Linked DNA regions of Mus musculus: regions 1 and 3 are each linked to region 2. The links are chromatin contacts, called in public promoter capture Hi-C maps. All regions are on one chromosome and are shown on one strand. Each heading gives the region's core, a stretch centred on a gene start, on an enhancer-like site or on the middle of the called end of the contact. The rest is flanking DNA. Distances are from core to core; before and after follow the strand shown.

Region 1 (2,688 bases), core at 179-2,678, 4.7 Mb before region 2:
TCTCTCATGTGTGGGGGGCCAGGGTGTGGGCTGCAGCTGGGCCAGAAGCTGGATGGGTGTGTGGGAGTGGCAAGGGGGGACAGGGCTGGGCAGGTTTCAGGAATGTGGGAGGGTCAGGCTGGCTGAGACCTGCCCAGCTTGGCGCCAGAGCCCCCTACCCGCCCCTTGACAACACCCCCCCCCCATCTCTTTACCAGAGAAGCTTGAAAAGGGTGAGGTGAGTCACCTGGGCAGAGGTGAGGCTGGGTCCTGAGGGAGAAAGGACTGGAAGTTTAGACAACTAGCTGCCCGAGGTATAGCAGGCTGCATGTGGGAAACACGGATCTCTGAGTCCTAGGGACCTGAGAACTTGGGTCTTGGATTCCTGTCAGGGTCTGGCAGGTAGCACGGTTCTTGCTGAGAATCTACCCTCTGGGCTGGCATCATTCCTTTCCCGCCTAACCTGGCACAGACTACTCCTGGGTTCCCACTCTATATCACGTTTGTGCCAGGAGCCTTGGTTCTCAGGCACCCACCTCTGGGCCCAGCCTGTCCCAGGGGAGCTGGTTGGGGGCCAAGCTGGTGCTCTGGACTGGTTGTGAGCAGCCAAGCAGCCAGATATCCTGTCTTCCCTGATCTCTCTTCACCCTGTCCCCAGTGTCCCCCCGCCCCTGTTTCTCCTCCCCACTTCACCACATGCAGGTGTGTGGATTTATCGGGGCCCTCAGGAAAGGGGCCCTGTCAGTCGGAAAACACTGTTCCACCTTCTCTGTCAGGCTCGGTTCTTCCGGCCCTTTCAGAGAGAGGCGGGTCCTTTAGAGGCAGCCTAAACTCTGAATTTTGGGGAAACCCTAACATTCTAGAAAGTGCTTTAACCGCAGGGTCCCCCGTTTCTCTGAGGAAACTCTGAGCTTAATCACTTAGAGAACAGCTCCGGGATGCTAATCTTCAGTATCTTAGCAGAACCTATTTTGACTATGGGGGAGGGGAGGGGCTGGACTCCAGTCTAAGGGACTAGGGGCTACAGATCCCAGATTCCAGGTACTCAAGGTTATTAGGGGTCGCAGGGCTTAGACTCCAGGATTCCCAAAGAGCTGGGGAGGGACAGCTGTCTCAGATGTGTTTGCTCCAGAGCTAGGGTATCCTTAGCTCTCAGATCGGGTGCACCCCAAGGCCTCCCGCCTTCCTCCCTACTGGGGAATCCCTAGATTGTGATCCCTGGGGAAATGGAAGCTTGTTCCCCTTGTCTTCTCGGGGACTCCAGGGGCCTGCCCCACAAGCCCCAACCTCAAGTTTCAGCTCTGCCCTCAGCCCCAAGTCATACCTGAGTAGCCCGACAGCAGGAAGGTGAGCCACAGCAGCCCTGCGCGGGCGTCAGGGGGTTCCATGTTCCCTGCAGTGGCGGCAGTGACTGAGCCCGGGCGAGGCTCTCCGCCGCCCTGAAGCTGGCAGCGGAGGCCAGGCCCCTGACCACGCCCCTGACCACGCCCACCCCATCCCCAAGCTGGGCGCAGGGCCAAGACCTCCCACTGCCCTGAGAGGACCTCCCACCCTCGCGCGCGCGGGGACCCGCTAGCACCGCCGCGCGCTGCTCCATCCAACCCACGCCTGCGGCTCTCCTCCTCAGCCGTGGGGACCGACCCTCCAGTCAAGCCTCGAGCTGGAATCTAAGGGAAAGCGCGCAGATACTCGTTCCCTTCCTTCCTGGCCACCTGCGGGGTCTTGACACGCATGCCCAAGGTGGCATGTGGCCCTCGACTGCAGGTGAATCTTTTTCCTAGTTTATTTTCTTTTTGGAGTCGGTGGCCCACTGTAGCTCAGGCTGGCCTTCTGCCTCAGTTTCCCAAGTACTGGGATTACAAGGGTGAGCCATCGCCCTGGTTTGTGAACTGTCGGTTTTGACCAGCGGTCCCTGATGTGATTAGTTGCCTGTGCTGGTCTCTCTTTGTAGTCTCTCCTGCATGACCGGCTCTTCCCTGAGTGCCCTAGGATGCCCTCCCCTTAGAGGCAGCCACCTTGCTGGGAAGCGCCCCTCCTCTGACTGAGCAGTGGCCTGGAACTGGTCAGGTCAATCTTTTCTCTAATGGGTTTTCAATTCCCAGTCCTGGTCGGCCTCTTTGGTGATGAGGTGGGGATGGGGTGCCCCTCCCTCTGCTCTGCTCTGCTCTCCTTGACTCCTTCACTTCCCCCCATCCAGGGAATCCAAGGAATGTCACCCCCCTTCCGCCTTCCTTCTCTGCCCGCCATTCCTTCCCCACCTTGGGGGGAGGGGAGGAGAAGTGGGCTGGCGCGTCGGCAGGTGAGTGGCTGAGGGAAAGAGCAGGCTGCTAGGACCGCGGGATGGAAGAGAGGGTCACAGGTCAAAGTAAGGGGTCACAGATCAGTCTACTCCAGGATCCTCACACGCCGAGGCAGTGTGGAACAAAATCCCAAGAATGCTGGATGGGGGCTGGAGAAGGAGGGTTCTGCCTCTGTTCAGAGGGTAGAAACTAGCCTGGGATACTGCTATGGATGGGGGGTGGTATAATTGTGGGTCATGCTGAGAGAGGGTCCTCCCCCTCCAGTCTCTGGCCAGTCTGAGGGTGACCAGCGTTGAGCTGCCCTGTGAGCCAAGGTTTTACCCATCAGTCCTAGTGGAAAGGCTTATGTTGTAGGTTTTGGCAGGGCTCTCAAAGCTGTTTTAGCATTCCCTGTCACAGGAAGCAATTG
Region 2 (2,688 bases), core at 52-2,551:
AGAGGATGCTGGGAGCTAGGCACTGGACAGGAAGTGTGTCATGTGATGATGACCCTTGGTTGACCTGGATATACAACAGTTTAGAAGTGATGGAGAGAAAATAAAAAGCCGAGCTTTTCAGAATGGGCATATGTTGACCCAGTTTACCTGCTGTCCCTGAGTCCTGTGAGAGGCAGAGGCCACCAGCACCTCACTTTCTTCCTCTTCTTGGTCCTATGAGTCATAAGCCTGCTCCAGGCCTTCAGGTGGCCACAGGGGTGGGTTCAGGGGAACCCACACCCAAGAAGAAAAAAGAGAGCAAAGTTTGGAGGGATGAGTCAGCCCCCCAGGATGAGGAACAGAACCTGAAAGGCAGAGTCACACAGACAGACTTGACTGGACAGTGTGGGAAAGAGTACAGCGTCTGGATGCCATACCTGGAAGATTGCCCCAGGCAGGGGCTTCGCTCTCCCCAGGGCCTAGGGTTAAGACTTCCTTCCAGTCTGGTTAGCTTTCTGGAGGCCCCTCCCAGGGAAAGAAGACTGAAACTTGGCGAGTCATGGTCAGGACTAGAGGGAGGGAGCGGACACTATTCTATGCCCTGCCCAAAGAAGTCCATACCTGCTCAGCCACCCGCTGCTGCCCAGCCTCTCAGTCTTTCCCTGCCCACATTCACTGTGGCATCATCACACTCCTCTCCCCCAAAGCTCACACTCACAGCACACGCCAGCACCCCGCACCTTCGCGCGCTTCCGAGCATCGCCCTCTCGCGCATCTCCCAAGCATCTCCCACGCACCCCCTATGGGTTTCCCAAGCAGCTTCTGCACAACCCCCGTGCATCTTCCCCGCATCTCCCGTGTGTCTTCTATACATTCCCCCGTGCATCTCCCGCGCCTCTCCCACGCATCTCTCGTGCATCTTCCGCGCACACTCCGGTGCATCTCCTGCGCATCTTCCCCGTGTCTCCCGTGCAGCGTCCTCTAGGGAGCTCCGCTAGTCCAGGCTACGCCTGCGCGCACACGCACGCACACCTTTGCACCTTCACACGACCCTCACGACCTTCCGCTCTCCCAAGTCCTCCCCCACTGGCTCCCACGACGCCGTCACGCTCACGCCCTGCCCTCGCGCCCGGGTCCGCATGCTGTCCTGCTCTCCCACCCCCGTGCGCGCCCTTCCGCGCTCCCGTCCTCCCTCTCCCCGCATTGTCTGGGCCCCTCTGTCCCCGTCCGGTCCCCGCCCCTTAGCTGACGCCACGCCCACCAAGGCGCGCAGTGGGCGGAGCAGAGGGCGGGACTGGACTCGGGGGCGGGGTCGACGGCGCGGGAGGTGCAGGTGCCGGGCCGGGAGCGAGCGGCGGCGGCGGTGGCGGCGGCGGTGGCGGCGGCGGCGGCGGCACCATGGGCCGGGCCCGGCGCTTCCAGTGGCCGCTGCTGCTGCTGTGGGCGGCCGCGGCGGGGCCAGGTAGGGTGACGGAGGTGGGGGCCGGGTCGGTGGGCTGGATCGGGGTGACGAGGGAGGTGTGCGTATTGCGGTCGGGTTGGGGAGGGGGTCTCGTCGCTGTGACAGCTGGGTCGCCTGGGGGCCTGCAGAGGCCGGAACAATGCGCTGCGTGGGGGGGGGGGGCTGCGGGAGACCCTCGTCCCCGGGACAAAGCGCAGCGCGGGCCAGGAGCCCAGAGCCGCGGGCAGGGGAGGGGGGACGCGGGCCCCGGCCGCCGTGCCGCAGCCCCCCCACCCCGCACAGGCCCCGATCCCGCGGGGACAAAGGGCCCGAGACCCTCCCTCCCCCTATGTCCCCAAGCCCTCCTTCTCCAGGCCGGTCCCACTGTCCTTCGGTCCTAGTCTTTAGATCTCTCTCTCTCTCTCTCTCTCTCTCTCTCTCTCTCATTTTCCCCCAGCCCTTGTCCTCTGTCCCTCAGTCTTCAAGTCCTGTCCTTCCTTCCCTCTGTCCTCCTTTCTCCTTGTTTCCCCCTTCCCGTTTCTCCACGCCGCCTTTGTCCCCCACCTCTGTCCCTTTTTCCTGGGTCACTCTGCCTGCCCCCCATCCTCTATTCACTCTGCCGCCTCCTGTGCTGCTGTCGTCCCTCTATGTCCCCATTCACCATCTCTCTCCCCGTCTCCTTGACATCCTGTATCTCTTCCCTTCTCTGTCCCCTATCATTCTCCCATTTCTCTAGCAGCCTCTGTTGCCTAGCTGCCTCCTTTCTCCTCTCTACCCCACTGTCTCCCTCTCCCCCAAATCTGCTTCCTCTCTCCATGCATCCTCCATCCTCCTTTTCCCATCTCTGTATCCCTCCTCGCTCCTGGAGAAGAGTGGTGTCAGGCAGGGCAGTGACAGTATAGATGTGTGAAGTGGCATATAGGGAACATTGGCATGTGAGCACACACGTGGATTCCACAAATGTCTCCCCCAAACCCTCCCACCCGTTCACACATCCAAGCCACACTTCACAGAAGAGCCCCCTCCAGGACATCCACATGTCTTTCTCACTCACTATGGGAATCTGGAGGACCCCCCAGCCCCCACCCAAGACACGGTGACCCTGAGGCTGGGGACAAGGTCAGGAAATGTCACCTGAATGCTCACACTTAGAACCCTGTGTTTCTTATATCCACCATGGGACACTCCCCTGCGGTGGGTCAAGTTACTTTGCCCAGGAATCCATCATGGGGAGGCTGCTGGTGAGCAAAGGCAGGGCTGAGGTCTCC
Region 3 (2,688 bases), core at 81-2,580, 4.6 Mb before region 2:
CAGGCTGGTCTGGAACTCAGAGATCTGCTTGCCTCTGCCTCCTAAATTCTGCGATTAAGGGTGAGCACCATCACACTGGGCTTCAGGTACCACTTACATATGCAGAAATGGAGGCATAGAAGAATTTGCTAGGGGGATCACGCAGGCATAAGACGACAAGATACGGTGGGGTTTGAATCCGAGCCATTCAATAGTCACTCTGCTAGGCCCTATGTGAGACTCTCTCCTTTAGCCCAATACACAGTAGGCCCTCAACATTAGGGAATACAGTATCAGGCATTTCTGAATACTTGAGAAGTCTGATAATGACTTCAGAGTGAAGTTCTGGGAACCCAGGACCCGTCATGGTGACCCTAGGGTACCCCTGTACGGGGCTCCACCTGTCTCTGCCTCCCCTATTGGGGTTAAAGGCATGAGCCACCACCTCCCTGTTTTGGTTTGGTTTGGTTTGGTTTTTTGGTTCCAGTCACTCTGAGCTCACTCTGAGCGCCCAGCCTGACTTGCTGCTGGTCAACCACTGAAACAATGGGAATAGCACAGGGCTCCGAATTAGGTTGTGTGAGGACCAAGGGTCTATCCTCAGCACCCTGTGTGCTCAGGGGTAGACTCCTGTGCTACAATTCCCCAGTGAGGCTTCAGTCTCCAACTCAGCGAAAGGAAAATGAACTAATAAATCAACTCTGAGTCAGTCACGATTAACTTGCTGGAGAGAGTGTGGCCACTAGGGTTAAGGTTCCTGGCATGAGTCACCCAGACTTTTTCTCAGTGTACGAGTCATTTATTTTACAATAATAAAACATCTTTTGCGCGCGTGCGTGCGTGTGTGTGCGCGCGCGCGCGCGTGTGTGTGTGTGTGTGTGCGCGTGCGCAAGCGTGCGCGAAGTGGAGCAAATCCGGTTCTCATTCCCGAGTCTAGGCTACGTTGGAACTCAAGGCAACCCTCCTACCTCATCCTCCCCTGTACTCCGGTGGCCGGTGTGAGTCACCACGCCCTATTTTCTGGAATCTCTGCTCCAGAATCCAGACCTAGGACTTTGGGCCGGGAAGAAGGGATCGGGTGGCCTGGGAGGGCCTCTCGAGGTGCGCACAGGCCGGGGCGCGGGGCGCGGGGCGCGGGGCGCGGGGCGCGGGGCTACTTACCCGCTTTCCGGAGTGCATAGCAGAACAGCAGCAGCAGCCATGACAGCGGGGAGCGGGTGGCTCGGGCGAGTTGAGCCATGTGGTTCCGGTCCGATCCAGCTCTTTGTAGTCCAGTTAGTAACGGCCAAGCGCCTTATCTCTCCGAAACCCTGAAGTCAAGTGCTGGAATCTCAGCTAAGCGGGTGCCGCCTAGGGACGGCCCATTGAGGGCGGTCCCCTGCTGGGCAGGCGCACACAGCCAAGCACGTCTGCCGGGCTGGTTGATGAGTGAACGACCCTGACGATTAGTGTTCTGTAAACCTGTCATCCCAGCACCTGAGTCGGGTGGGGAGGATGGAGGCAAGAGGATCATCAGAATTGAAAGCGGGTTTAAGGCCAGCCTGGGCCACGTGAGATCATCCCGGATTTTTTTTTTAATTAAAAATAATGGGGGGCAGGGGGCTAGGCTTCAAATGTCTTTAATCACAGCACTTTGGAAGGCAGGCAGATCTGTGAGTTCTGTGTCAGCCGGGTCCACCGTAGACAAATCCAGCCTCGTCTGAGTTACACAGTGAAACTGTTTAAAAAAAGAAATAAGGTCTCATGAAGCACATTCTAGGTCAGTGGTTCTCAATCTTCCCAGTGCGCGATACTTTTTTTCTTTGTTTGTTTTTGTTTCTGTGTGTTTGTTTTCGAGACAGGGTTTTACTGTCCTGGAACTCACTTTGTAGACAAGGCTGGCCTCGAACTCAGAAATCAGCCTGCCTCTGCCTCCCAAGTGCTGGGATTAAAGGCGTGTGCCACCATGCCCGGATTCTTTAATACAGTTCTTCATGCTGTGGTGACCCCTAATCATAAAATCATTTTCATTGCTACTTATAACTGTAATTTTGCTACTGTTATGAATCATAATGTGAATATGGGACATGTAAATATCATAATGTAAATATGACATGTGGGATATCTGATATGGTTCCCCAAAGGGGTTGAAGCTCGCAGGTTGAGAACGATTGTTCTAGACTACCCTTGAACTCCTGATCTTCCTCCCAACACCTTGGAATGCAGCAATGCCGGGCCTGTGCTCCCCAACCTTCACCTCCTCCCCCCCCAGTTCCTGCTCTCGGTTAATTCTGAATGGGAATCTGAGGGGCAAGTCTTCTGGAAATCTCTGGAGTTTCTTGAGTCCTGTGGCATTTCCACACTGAGAGCCTGTAACCATTCTGTTCCTTCTCTGACCATGCTGTCATGACTGTGGGCTTCCCCTTCTCCCAGATCTCCCCATTGCTGTGGTATAAACTGGCAGGTCACTAAACCACCTCCCACACACACCCGAAAAGGGAAAAAGTTCTGTGCCCTTCTCTCTCCCTCCCTGTTTCTGCCCTGTGAATACAGCGTCTCTAGTCCTTTCCCATAACACACACACACACACACACACACACACACACACACACACACACACACACAGAGCTTGTTAGCTTCCTGAAGTGAAAGAAAACAAACGGTGGAAAAGTCGGATTCCTGGGGAAGCTGACACCAACCTTTACATTTTTCTTATTAACTTTTTTTTTT

What was found. Promoter capture Hi-C pulls out the DNA fragments that hold promoters and counts their contacts.
Region 1: a contact with region 2 is called in a promoter capture Hi-C map of embryonic stem cells. The contact joins the promoter of Bcam here to the promoter of Cadm4 in region 2. A contact is called at or near these places in 5 of 39 promoter capture datasets (cranial neural crest, embryonic stem cells, frontonasal cranial neural crest and 1 more).
Region 3: a contact with region 2 is called in a promoter capture Hi-C map of embryonic stem cells. The contact joins the promoter of Pvr here to the promoter of Cadm4 in region 2. A contact is called at or near these places in 2 of 39 promoter capture datasets (cranial neural crest and embryonic stem cells).

The regions. Positions count from the first base shown.
Region 1 is chr7:19,769,104-19,771,791 of GRCm38.p6, forward strand. It overlaps Bcam (basal cell adhesion molecule), which reads right to left and starts at 1,429. Exons shown (of 15, transcript NM_020486.2): 1 at 1,304-1,429. The coding sequence starts at 1,367.
Region 2 is chr7:24,480,722-24,483,409 of GRCm38.p6, forward strand. It overlaps Cadm4 (cell adhesion molecule 4), which reads left to right and starts at 1,302. Exons shown (of 9, transcript NM_153112.3): 1 at 1,302-1,441. The coding sequence starts at 1,378.
Region 3 is chr7:19,919,813-19,922,500 of GRCm38.p6, forward strand. It overlaps Pvr (poliovirus receptor), which reads right to left and starts at 1,331. Exons shown (of 8, transcript NM_027514.2): 1 at 1,141-1,331. The coding sequence starts at 1,219.